Linked DNA regions of Sus scrofa: all the other regions are linked to region 1. A link is a contact called in public HiChIP or PLAC-seq data. All regions are on one chromosome and are shown on one strand. The core of a region is the stretch at or near the end of the contact, and the rest is flanking DNA. Distances in the headings are between cores, read along the strand shown. Region 1 overlaps COG6 (conserved oligomeric Golgi complex subunit 6). Region 2 overlaps FOXO1 (forkhead box protein O1). Region 3 overlaps FOXO1 (forkhead box protein O1).

The links. HiChIP or PLAC-seq counts read pairs in DNA pulled down with a chosen protein or histone mark.
Region 2: an H3K27ac HiChIP or PLAC-seq map of alveolar macrophages shows a contact between it and region 1. The contact joins two enhancer-like sites. A contact is called at or near these places in 1 of 47 Hi-C or Micro-C datasets (embryonic fibroblasts) and 1 of 2 datasets of contacts at active chromatin or transcription factors (alveolar macrophages).
Region 3: an H3K27ac HiChIP or PLAC-seq map of alveolar macrophages shows a contact between it and region 1. The contact joins two enhancer-like sites. A contact is called at or near these places in 1 of 47 Hi-C or Micro-C datasets (embryonic fibroblasts) and 1 of 2 datasets of contacts at active chromatin or transcription factors (alveolar macrophages).

What each region holds. Positions count from the first base shown.
Region 1 is chr11:14,678,929-14,683,016 of Sscrofa11.1, reverse strand. All of the region lies in intron 17 of COG6 (conserved oligomeric Golgi complex subunit 6), which reads right to left. Among named protein-coding and RNA genes, the nearest start is that of COG6, 100 kb to the right of the region's middle. Within about 2 kb of position 2,181, at least 12 of the 83 cell types and tissues checked have an H3K27ac peak or open chromatin away from gene starts, as enhancers often do. A contact at or near this core is called in alveolar macrophages, where this site is marked.
Region 2 is chr11:15,323,611-15,328,057 of Sscrofa11.1, reverse strand. The region is part of intron 1 of FOXO1 (forkhead box protein O1); the gene reads left to right. Among named protein-coding and RNA genes, the nearest start is that of FOXO1, 84 kb to the left of the region's middle. Within about 2 kb of position 2,502, at least 31 of the 83 cell types and tissues checked have an H3K27ac peak or open chromatin away from gene starts, as enhancers often do. A contact at or near this core is called in alveolar macrophages, where this site is marked.
Region 3 is chr11:15,381,410-15,385,686 of Sscrofa11.1, reverse strand. All of the region lies in intron 1 of FOXO1 (forkhead box protein O1), which reads left to right. Among named protein-coding and RNA genes, the nearest start is that of FOXO1, 27 kb to the left of the region's middle. Within about 2 kb of position 2,801, at least 8 of the 83 cell types and tissues checked have an H3K27ac peak or open chromatin away from gene starts, as enhancers often do. A contact at or near this core is called in alveolar macrophages, where this site is marked.

The sequences.
Region 1 (4,088 bases), core at 932-3,431:
AATGGATCTTTAGGGCTTAATTTTCTGCAGGTCACTCTATCTTTTAACAGTCTATAAAAATTAAAGTCATTTAGGAAACAATATCCATTTAAGTCAAGAATACCAATAATAATAACAAACATTTCATTGGTGCTTACAGTTTGTGAGACACTATTTTCAGTGCTTTTCCCGTATTTATTTGTTTAATGCTCACAGCAACCCTATGTGCTACATGTGCATATTATCGTCTATCTCAGTAAATCTGAGTTTCCATTTGGTCCATTTCCATCAAACAGAGCATAGTGTGGACAAAGGCTGATGACAAAACCATCTGGCCATGTTTCTACAAGCCAGGGCGCCAGGCAGTTTTCCGAGACCTCATTACCTCCCACACCTGGAATGCTTCCAGAAGCACAAGGTCCTGCACAGGGCACGAGATGATGATGATGGTCCCTGGGGTGGCCTGACCTTAAGCAAGTGTCAACATTCAAAGACAATGTTGCTGATGGTGCAATTTCCTGCTCTGAATGTTCCACATTCCTGAGCCCTCCCAGTGAGGGTTAAGAGAAAGATGCATACAGAACCACGGACTGAGCACCAGGCGCTGGGGGACCTGTGAGGATGGAGAGGGCAACTAGGCACTCTGCTTACAGCTGCTTATTGTAGAGTGGTGACAGCTGTCACACAGGGAAAGCTTTAAGCATGGCACTTTGAGAAATTCCCACTCCATAATATCTTTTTTCAACACCTCTGTCCTGAGTGCCTGAAATTCCACAAAGAAGCACTGCTGTATACCAACTCCACTCATTAAATAAAATTATAAATATATGTATATAGATGGATAGATAATACTAAATAAAAGAGTGAATTATTTTAAAAGGGCAGAAGTATAGAAGTCAGTGTCAGATATCTGTTCTAAACCTAAGTCTCTTAATAATTCTGCGCCACCAGGCAAGTTTACTTAATCTACAGCTTGTTTCCTCACCTGTAAATTGAGGCTACTGATTCTCATTTCATGGGGTTTTTGTGAGAATTAAACACACACACATACTCCATCTGATACTGAATCCAGTTAAATGCTAAAGCATCCAGTTAAATGTTTCACTAACATCAGTTTCCTCCTACTCTTTCCTACCTAATTAACCCCATCTTCTTGGCAGGCAATGCAAAAGCACTTTGCTATAACCAAACCTGACCCCCCGGAGCTGGCCCTTTGTGTAGTGACCACCATGTCCTTTTGTTCATTCCACTCCCCTGACCTTTGACCCAGTCTACTCACTACAGTTCACAGCGTGGTGAGCCAATCTCACAGTGAAAAGAGACATTTCCTACCTTTGGGAAAAAAAAAAAAAGAATGGGCAGAGAACCAGCAGACTTGTGGTGCCTTCCATTTCCCATCAGTAAATTTCCCAAAATACTTTCCAGTAAGCAGTCTCTAGGGGCTCATAATGTGATTAATAATATTAAGTGTCTTAGTCACTTTTAGCTTTTCAGATGAAATAGTGTCTTTAGAAGGTCCCGTCGGTGAATTATGAATGCGAGGCTGTGAGATCTGTCTTCCTTTTCACAGGTAGGCTAGACGCTCAAAGGGGTGACAGGCATCAGCTGGTTATTCAACGAGAAAACGTTCTGCTTGAATCCAGCAAAGAACGAGCCATGCTGCTGTGGGTAAAATCGAGCAACATCTCCAGAATCTGCAGACCTCAATCAGAAGGGCCAAAGCAAGCGGCCACCACAGAGTGGCTCTTCCTGGGGATGCTTTAAAGCACGAGTCTCAGCTTCATGTTTGAAATTCCGCTGCTGTAAAGCTGAATTTCACGAGTGCAAGCTGGAAAGCTGAATTTCACGAGTGCAAGCTGGAGTATGATTTTCTCTCTGCAAAACCTGTTTCAACACCACTCACCCCATGTGGGGTGGTCACTTACTAGCGAAGTGACTCCTAAATTGTCTGGTCCTAACAACTGCGCCTCTGGCCTCTACTCCACCCACTGCGGCCAGGGCCACACGCCCCTTTTCAGGCTTCCACTATCCTTCACTCCGAGTCGAATGAATCAGAACAGGCAGAGCCAGGGTTCCGGCTGCCCCCTTTATCTGCCTCCACATTTCTTCCTCTGCCTATTCCTGCCACTGCAGAGGTCTGCACCCGCTTCCTGGAATCTTGGAGGGGACAACTTCTCCCTTTAGCACAGCTTCTGAGCCCAGTTGTTTGGGGGAACTGACTTCCTCCTCTCTTCTCACTTCCTTTGCTCAGCTGCTTGCCCTCCCCCCACCGTGAGGGGTCTCTCCTCCAGGCTCTGGGCTTTCGATGCTCCTCTGCTTCCTGCTGTCACAGGGTTTCCTGGAGCCTGGGGTGTACGCAGAAAGGAGGCCCTGCTGGGCTCCCTCCTGACCGCACCTCATAGGGATCACCCCCTCTGTACAGTGCATCGTATTTACATCCCAGGGTATGGAGGTGGCCCCGGGTTTGATGTACCATTTCCCTCATTCCCCAAAGCTGAGCAAAGCGGTAAATCCTTCATCCTCTGAGTACTCTAGCCTCTACCCATTTCCTGCTTTGACTTGAGGTGGTCTTTCTACTTCAATCCCTAAGTGGATAGATTAGTTCAAATTAAGGATGAGCTAATAGCTAGAAAAATGTTGCATGAGGCAGATTCTGCCAGTTGAAATCTCTTCTCAGTACCCTAAATATTTATTACAAAAATCATTTGAAAAGGATTGGTAGCTCTACTTGAATTAGGGTAAGTTCTTTAATCCTTTTTGATTCTGACAGAGATATTTAAGTAGACACTCATCAATTTAAAATGTGTATGATATATATGAAAAAAAAAACTCCTTAGTAGTCACTAGAAAATGATCATAGAGATAAGTCCACTTTAAATCTGGAAAAGTAACACTGACTAGTGAAGACCCATAATAAAATACTATATTCTCACATGCTCCTAACACCAGGAAATCCAGTCCCATTACTTCCTGACACCCTGCCTCCTGTCCGTCTCCCTACCAGATACCATGATACAGCCCCAAAGTCCCAGATGTTACTTCTAGAATCTGAAAGCAGTTCCTAGCTTTCCAGACTTCCCACAGGAGCAGGGACTCAGATGCATCCCTCAAGGTCACCTTCAGTGCTACTGGAACACAACCACGATTCCACCAAGCAGTCCAAAGACATCCTCGGTTGGCCGTGCAGCGGCCATGAAGCTGAAGCATATTGCAGTTGGCCAGGACCAAAGCTGAGGGCCTGAAACTGGGCCTTCACTCCAGTTCCTACCCAACCCATGGCAGTTCCTCTATCTTGGCTCCAAAGCAACACTCCTCCTTCAACAGCCAGCTCAGGGTAGGAACCAGCTCCAAAGTTTCTCTCTTTTTACCCTCCTGGGGAGTTTATTTGGGAGGACAGTGCTGCATCTGAGCCAGTCTTTGCAGGTGAGGTCAGGTGCGCTGTACTCTGACCTAAGCAGACTGGTGCTTACAGGTATCTGCTAAGAGTTCCATGAATATAAGTAAGCTCCCAGTCCACCATGAAGGTAATGTCAACTTGTCCAGGCACAGCCTTCTCATTACCCCTTCTTTTTTTTTTTCTGTCTTTTTGCTATTTCTTGGGCCGCTCCCGCGGCATATGGAGTTTCCCAGGCTAGGGGTCTAATCGGAGCTGTAGCTGCCAGCCTACGCCAGAGCCACAGCAACGCAGGATCCGAGCCATGTCTGCAACCTACACCACAGCTCACGGCAACGCCGGATCGTTAACCCACTGAGCAAGGGCAGGGACCGAACCCGCAACCTCATGGTTCCTAGTCGGATTCGTTAACCACTGCGCCACGACGGGAACTCCTCATTACCCCTTCTTGACGCTAGACATTCCAGCTGGAATGGACCAGATTGTGCCAGCCCTAAATTGAGCCACACGGCAACCACCTTGCATCTCTGTCTACTACACTTTCAGTCCCCAGGTTCCATGCTGTTTGGGTACACTGCCAGCTCAGTTTCCCTTTTCTCTAGGCTTGGATGAAAAATTATCTCACCTGGCTTGGGGTTACTTTTATTTCTGAAGATCTTCAACAACACAGGAATGAAAAATTCCTCTCCCTACCAGATACCATCAGAAGGTAAAC
Region 2 (4,447 bases), core at 1,253-3,752, 640 kb before region 1:
CTGAGCAGGATGTATTCAGCCTAAGTTGCTGGTTTTGTTTTATTTTTGATAAAACACAAAGGCCAGAGTTGTCTTAGGACCCCAGCAGAAAGAAAGTGGGGTGTGGCAGTGTTGGCAAGAGTCAAGGCTGAGAAATGGTGGTCTCCACGCACTCGGGGGTGGGGGCGGGGGTGGGGGGGTGAGGGAGAGGGGTAGGCTGGCTGGAGCCACATGGCAGCTCAGGTCTGAAGGAAGGATTCAGGAGGGCAAAGGGGGAGGAGAGGAGCAAACTGAGAGCAGGACCCCAGGCCATTTCTTCAACCCAGGCCTTGGGGGACCTAAGAGTTTGTTAGGTTTGACAGTAGGGCTAGTTCTGCTTCCTTGGTTATCTTTGTTGGGGCTTCTAGTAGAATAGAAGTTCACTGAAATCAACCAGCAGTCTTAAATGTTGCTGTAAAAAATAACATACCCTTCTTGATATTACATTCATTTATTTTATACTATACACTTATTCATGTATCCTAAATCAATATATTGTGTACTTTATATAATGCATTTGCTCACTTTAAAAAATGAGATTAAAATGGAAAGTGAGTGAAAGGTACAATGCTCTCTTCTTGCCCTTTGATGGTTGGCTGATTATTGCCTTAGACAGCCAGGCCTGGCGCATCCTGGGGAGGGGCGGCTCCTGGCCTGCATCTTCAGGGTCTCTGGGGCCAGCCTCTTCCAGCAGGAGGGTAGGGACCAGCAGAGCTTAGTCATAACTGCCCCCCAGGGAGACGCCAGGCTGTGGCCTGCTGAAGTGGCCCTGCTCTAACACCTGTCACTGCTTCCCCATCACCAGCTGGCTGAGTCCAGAGCACAGAGAGCCCACAGCTGTGTGTGGTACCCACATGCCAGCAGCCTTGAGAAGGCGTCTGAAGACACAGTGGGCAAGCGTGTTAACCGACCAGTGTTAGTATCAGAATTTCTTCATTAACATCTGCCTGCCACACCTGAGACTCTACCCAGTGAAGGAGAAAGTAGCTTAACTCTTAACCCCAAACTAGGCTGCTTTTCCAGTAACTGACATGTAAAAAAGCCCCATGTTGGTAGGAACAGTACAAGGTATGATTATGAAGAAACGAGACTCACGTTTGTCATATGGGTACGTCTTTAAAACGCAGGCATGTTATTTTATGGATGCTGATGTCCTAATCAGTACTGCAGCCCCAGCTGACAGTGCTTGAGGTAACGCCACCCGCAATCTCATTTAATCTGCGCAAGCGTCCTGTAAATGTAGGCCCAGTTAATCCATTCAACAGGTCCTTGAGTGTCTACTTGGTGATGGAGCTGGGAGGATGCTGTGCACAAGAAAACAGCTGAGGCCCCCGCCCCCTGCACTCATGCAGCTCACAGTGTAGCGGGGAGTTAGACATGGCAGAACCATAGGTGTGGTGAGTCAGCCAGGACTTAGGTTAGCTGCAGGATAGGGTGGGGTTCTCAGAAAGTGCTTCCAGAAGGAAAGGACACTTTGGCTGAGATAGAAATTGTGGGGAGGTGGGGAGTTCCCGTTCAGGCACAGTGGAAACGAATCTGGCTAGTATCCATATGGTTGCGGGTTTGATTCCTGGCCTTGCTCAGTGGGTTAAGGATCCAGTGTCGCTGTGAGCTATGGTGTAGGTCACAGATGCAGCTTGGATCTGGTGTTGCTGTGGTATAAGCTGGCAGCTGCAGCTCCGATTCCATATGCTGCTGGTGTGGTCCTTTAAAAAAGCAAAAAAAAAAAAAAATTGTGGGGAGGCGGCAGCCTTTGGCAGGAAAAAGTTGAGGTCCTGGACAGCCCTGTGTGCATCATCTTCTGTCCTGAGTGGATAGATAGGTGGACTTGTTCCTTCCCCAGGTAGATCATAAAACACCTGGAGGGCAGACTCCGTGACTAATTCATTCTGATGTCCTTCACTATACCCAGCATAAATCAGTCCCAATAAAAGTTACTTGGTGTGAGTTGGTACACGAGTGGGTGGAGAAAAGATGTGGAAGGCATTATACCTTGCCTGTGATGTTTCAGGGATGTCAGTCAAAAAATGTTCATTGATTGAATGTGTAGAGCATCTGTTAGGGGCTTTGAGATTTGGAAATAAAAACACACTCTAGCCCCTTTCTCTTTAAGAGGCTTGGAATCCAGTCCATAGAGTGAACAAAGTGGAACACCTGAGCAGCAGAGCAGGTTGAGCAAGCCAGGGCACAGTGTGTCCAGGGCACCCCTTCCCCCTGGGAGCCACGGACTTCCAAGGGGTCAGGCCCCGCTTGGGGTGGCCAGGGACGCCAGTGGCAGGTGGCAGCGGGGCGAGTGCGGAGGAAAGCAGCTGCACACCAGCAGCCAGCCCCGGCTGCAGAGGAGGACAGCTCGTGCAGGGGAGTTGCCGATTTGTCCTTTTCTCTAACGGTCTCATGTAGAAACTCGGGGTTTGGGTAAGTGATTCACAGTGCACGAGTCTTCTGTCCTCACACCCAGCCTCTCTCCTCACGTGGTATTTGTTCACGGTTGAAGAACTGAACAGCTCAGAGCACTGCTGGTTGCGTGTGACTTTCTGCACAGATCACAGTGAACCGTTCTTTCCCTGCCTCGGCTGCGTCCGCCTCGGCTGGCAGAGATTTGCAGACGTACCATCGTTAATAGCGACACATACGTTTACAAGCTTTACCTATTCAGCACCCCCCTACTCCGACTTCCCTCCCCCCAATTGGAAATCATAGCTTCTTTAATGTCCTACTGGCTGTGTGAAAAACAGGAATTTATGTAACAAGCCCTGCATAGCAAACCTTTTCCTGTTCGGAAAAAAAAAATTTTTTTTAATTGTTGGCAAAGTTAAGAGACAGCTCTGTTGCTCAAAGAGCGACCTGAAATGTCCTCTTAGGAAAGTATGTAGCATAATGTTTTGATAAGTAAGGGATTGCTGTGAGGCCTTTTTTTTGTTTTTGTTTTTTTGTCTTTTTGGTACGTCTAAGTGCTAATAAGTTAGTGTATGTCCCACCTGAGTTAGTGAATATACTTCCTGATCTTTGAAACGATTTCATGGGTGCAGATTCTGCGGTCTTGTTAGAGATGGCCCCTGGTTGCAGTTGCAGATGATCTGATGTAATTAAGTGTCTGTAGGGCAGCGCCAGCCCCTCCCCCAGGCAGTGCAGACAGACGGTCAGGAAGCCACTATCTAGGAAGATCTTCCCCTTTTATCATTAACTAAATGTGACAGGGACCGGAGTCAAACTTCCTTTCCTCCAGAGATCTCATCGAGGCTTATCTGTGAGTCTATTGTGTTCAAAGAACAAGATAGTCGGGATGGAATATTGTGCAAATGCCCAGACTTTCGGCTACAGAGCTTGTCACAGGCTCATTCCAGGTCTCTCCTGGGGCAGGCCTGCGGCTTTAAGGAGGACTGCAGAACTTGGTTTGCTAGTGTTGGCCGGCCCAGCAGAGGAGGCTGTGGTGTGTGCATGTGTGTAAGAACAACCTTCCCATAGGGTCTGGGGAATGTTCCTGGGGTCGAAATAGGACATGAGAGGAATGTAGTGTTCAGCCTTTTTTAGGGATTCTCGTATGTACCTGAAGACCTCAAAGCTGGTCTAGAGTTCGGGATGAGATCTGTAAGTGGGAAGGGAAGAGGAGAATCAGAATCTTGGCAACAGAAGCGAACCCTCACTGCCATCCACTTCCGCACCGGCCTAGCATCCCTCCCGAAGCCCCCATTCAGGGTCAAGGCTGACCCACACTCATCCGGGCCCTGGCAGAAGGGCTTGTCACATAGCTGCTGTGTTGCAATCCTTGGTGGAATGTAGTACAGAGGGTCAGAGGGCGTGGATTTCTCAGCCTTGACTGTCCGGCCTCACTCTGACTTTTGCGTTGCCTTTGAGAAAGTAAGATTCCCCCCCGCCATTTTTTGTTTTCTGTCTTCTTTTAATAAGAATTGTGAGCTCATGGTTTGTGTTGGCCCAACCTGTCCTGCTGTGCAGAGGCTTTGTTCCGGTGCAGTGATAGGCACACAGCATCTGCATCCCACAGTGATGGATGAGGATGTGGGCGTTGTGGCTGCATCCCTGGCTGACCACACATCCAGCCAGAGCCTTTTCGTGGTCTGGGAGAGGGGTTCCACAGGGGTCCAGGGGCTCGGTCAGCTGAGCACTGCATCCACTTGGCAGAGGAAGCTGGGGAAGTCTGGGGGTTACACGCAGAGCCCTGCTCTGGGTGTCTAGGGCGTCCAGAACCCACTCCTGGACTTGGGATCAGGGCCCTGATGACAGAGACTGCAGAGTGAGCAGATAGTGAGAGTCTGTGCTGCAGGCAGAGAGCAATCAGAGTCACCTCCTCCTCCTCAGGAGCCCCCGCTTCCTTGTCCACATGTCCCAGAGGCTCTCCAGATGCTGTCAGTTGCCCGTGTGGCCAGTGGGGCATTGAATTTGGGCTTCCTTGTTTGAAGCATGGTTCCAC
Region 3 (4,277 bases), core at 1,552-4,051, 700 kb before region 1:
GACTCGGTATCTTTTTTTTGGCTGCACCCATGGCATGTGGAAGTTTCCAGGTCAGGGATCAAACCTGTGCCACAGCAGAGACATAAGCCACTGCAGTGGCAGCACCAGATCCTTAATCTGTTGCGCCACAAGGGAACTCCCCACATTGATTTTTTTTTATAATAGTTTTATTGAGATGTAATTCATATATCATAAAATTAACCCATTTAAAGAGTATAATCCAGTCTTTTTAGTATATCCACAAAATTGTGCAGCTGTCATCACAATTTTAAAAGATTTTCAACACTCCCCCCAAAGAAGCCCATAACCATGGCCAGTCCCTACCTGTTGCCCCCTACCTTCCAGCCCCAGGCTACTAACTGTTTATCTGCTCTGTCTATGGATTTACCCATTCTGGGTATTTCATATAAATGGGATCATATAATATGCAATCATTTGTGACTGGCTTTCACTTAGCATAACATTTTCAAGCTCCATCATGTTGTAGTATGCGTCAGCATGTACTTCATGCCTTTTTATTGTCAAATAGTATTCCATTGCATGGATATACTTTTCATTTCTCTTGGCTTGGATATATACCTAGGAGTGAAATAGCTGAGTCACTTGGTAACTCAATAGTTTAGTCTTTTGAGGAACTGCCAAACTTTTCTAAAGTGGCTACATCATTTTATAGTTCTATCAGGAGGGTGTGAAGATCTAATTTCTCTAAGTCCTTGTCAGCACTTGTTACTCTCTGTTTTATTTTAGCCATCCTAGTGGATATGAAGTGATATTCATTGTGGACTTATTTTCCATTTTTATGATGGCTAATGATGTTGAGCATTTGCATATCTTTTTGGGGAAATAACTATTGAGATCCTGTACCCATTTTTAAGTTATGTTATTTATGTTTGAGCTCTTTGTATAGTCTAGATACAAATCCCTTATATATATGATTTGCGAATAATTTCTCCCATTTTGTGGGATGCCTCTTCACTTTCTTGGTGGTGGTGTGGTATTTTTTCTTCTCCTTTTAAAAATTGTGAAATAACGTGAAAATTTACCATCCTCATCATTTTTAAGTGTGTAGTGCAGGGGCTTTATGTACTGTCACATTGTTGCACGACCATCACTATCAGCCAGCTCAAGAATTCTTTTCATGCTGCAAAATGAAAACTCTTGATGATTAAACAATAACTCCTTACACCCTCCCACCCTCGGTCCCTGGCAACCATCATTCTACTCTCTATCTCTGAACTTCACTACTCTAGGTAGCTCATGAGAAGATGCATACAATACTTGTCCTTTTGTGATTGGCTTTTTCCCACTTAACATAATGTTTCAAACAGATATTGTTGCCCATAACAGAATTTCCTTCCTTTTAAAAGCTGACTCATATTCCCTTCCATGTCTGTACCGTAAGTGGACCCTTGAATTGTTCTCGTTTTAGCTATTGTGAATAATACTGCTGTGAACTTGAATGTAGAAACTGGTGGTGTTCTTGAAAGTAAACAGACTTTTAATTTTGAAGACAATTTACCTCTGTTTTTCTGTTGCTTGTGTTTTTGTTGTTGTGTCTAAAAATCCATTGCCTAATCCTAGGTCACCAAGATTTACACTTACTTTCTGAGCGTTTAATAGTGTTAGTTCTTAAACTTAACTCTTGATCTCTTTTGAGTTAATTTTGGTATATAGGGTGAGGTCACATTCATATTTTATGGCAAGGTGGCTCTAAACTTATCCCCCAGTTGTTGGGTCTACTTTGGTTATGCTGTGAGGCTGGAGCATAAAAAGTTTTGGCAAGGAGCCCTTCACCACAGTGAAGGGCTATCACTCCCACCTCCAATAGGGCCCCAAGCCCAGCCACTCTCAGCCCTGTAGGACATGGGACTGAGAACTCCAGAGGAAAGATTTGGCAATAATTATTTTTACATCCTCTTCACATTTCTTTACTCATCATAAGGCTCCATTCTTTCTCACTTGTCCACCCCCACAACATAATTTGTGTTAGGCGGAAAATCCCCCCACAGTCAGGAAGCCTCTGGGACTCAGCAGTCACACCTGTGTGGAGGCAGAGCCCCTTCTGTTCTTCTGTCCTCCTTCTGAAGCAGCTCCAGCAAGGGGTGGGGGAGGCCTGGAGGGCGTCTTGCTGGTGTACCTCCAGGCAACTCCCCTTCACATGTAAAAGATTGGAAAGAAAATGACAGGGTGCCGTTGCCAGAGCATGTAGTCTTCACAGTACTTCATGGGATAAATAGATTGTGTTAGGCCCTTTTACTTGTTTACCAGACCAACCATTAAATGACAAGTCTTTCCTGGTTTTTCTGCTGTTGACCAGTGTTTCTTTTTTCCTTGACGAATAATTTTGCTCTTCAGTAGGAGCAAAGACAAAACTGGCTCAGGCTGTTTTGAAGGATTCCCCTGGCTTGCATGTGTTTAAACGACATGCAGATTTTCTATATAATCAGCATCAGTTCCCCATGCTGTTGAAATTAACAGTACTTGAATTCCTAGAACAAAGGGCCTAGCATTTTGGTGGGGTTCCAGATTTAGCTAATTACATTTTTAAACCTCCTTCCCTTATTTTTTGGAGGTAGAATGGTAGAAGATAGTATCAGTGTTTTTAAAGTGGTGTCTTAGTAAGTTAAAAATGGGATGTGACTAAAAGTTCTTATCACACCCTCTGTTGATGAGCTTGTGTGCTGAGCCTGAGAAAAGCCTGAACCCAGCTACTTGTTCTTTCTGGAGGCTTCCTGACCACCGGTTCCCATCTGCATTCTAGGTCCTCTGGTTTCAGAATGATGCATACTCACTCCCCAAGCACTCATTTAATCACCCTGGGCCTATCATCTGTAGTTTCCTCTTACAGAACTCAGTGCCCCACAAGGGCTTGGGGAGCCGGATGACCACAGCAAAACTGGATCTGTGGTCTCCTCCCGGGTTTTTGCCAAGCCCCACAACCAGTGTGTGAAAAGAGGGCCGCTGGTGTGTGGGCCCCACGTCCAGCCACTTCATACGTCCACCATTTATTGGTTGGGCTCTTTCAGTGATTACAGTCTAATTACTGACGTCCAGTACATTACTGAATTCAGATATTGAACGCTTGGCATGTGCAAGGTGGACCCAGAAAGATGAGGAAGTTGGCATAGGTGTACCTTATTCACAAGGGACACTCGAGATGAACCTGGTGGAGCATAGGGGGCCTCACAGAGCATCTCAGTAGTACTGCATCATTTTGGGGGAGAGGAGAGTCTGTTTCAGAGAATGTGATTCAGAGAAAATTTTGAGAAGAATGTCAAACCTGCAGGACTTAAATGGTTGGAGGCAATGACACCCAAACACTGTTTTGTGTTATTTCAGTTTACAAAGTGCTCTCATACCTTGCCACCTCACTCAACTTGAACCTCAGCCACCTTGCCAGTTCCCGTCTGGGTCGAGTCTGTGGGTGGCTGTAATCCTCATTTCAAGGTGAGGAGCTGGGCTGCCACCTGAGCATGTGACTGGATACAGCTGGGATTGAGTCCTGTGAGTCCAGATTCTGTCGTCCCTTCTCCGGGAGGTAGTAGCAGAATGAGCAAAAAAAGAGGAAGAACGACAAGCTCAGATAGTTCAGTGAGTTCATCTGGACGGTGGGAGGGGGAGGGTAAAGGGTGCAGAAGAGGCCCACAGGGGTACAAGGTGTGTTGATTTTTTTTTTTTTGTCTTTTTTCCATTTCTTGGGCTGCTCCCGCGGCATATGGAGGTTCCAGGCTGGGGGTCTAATCGGAGCCGTAGCCACCAGCTTACGCCAGAGCCACAGCAACGCGGGATCCGAGCCGTGTCTGCGACCTACACCACAGCTCACGGCAACGCCGGGTCCTCAACCCACTGAGCAAGGGCAGGGATCGAACCCGCAACCTCATGGTTCCTAGTTGGATTCGTTAACCACTGCGCCACCACGGGAACTCCCTACAAGGTGTGTTGAGACGGTTGTGTGAGAGCCCACGAAGACTGAAACCCTCAAAGGGCTGTGAATGTATGTTTTTAAGAAACTGCTGTATTGTTGTGTAACTGACATACACAGACTGTTCTCATTTGTGTGCTGTGCAATGGACTTTGACACATGCGTGCACTTGGGAAGCATTTCCACAGTCAAGATAATGAGCATCCCTATCCCTGACGTTTCCTCATGTCCTTCAGGAGGCTTTAAAAAATAGGAAAAAAAATTTATTTTGAAATAATTTCAAAAGATAAGCTTAGGGAGTTCCCGCTGTGGCTCAGCAGTAATGAACCTGACTAGTATCCATGAGGACACAAGT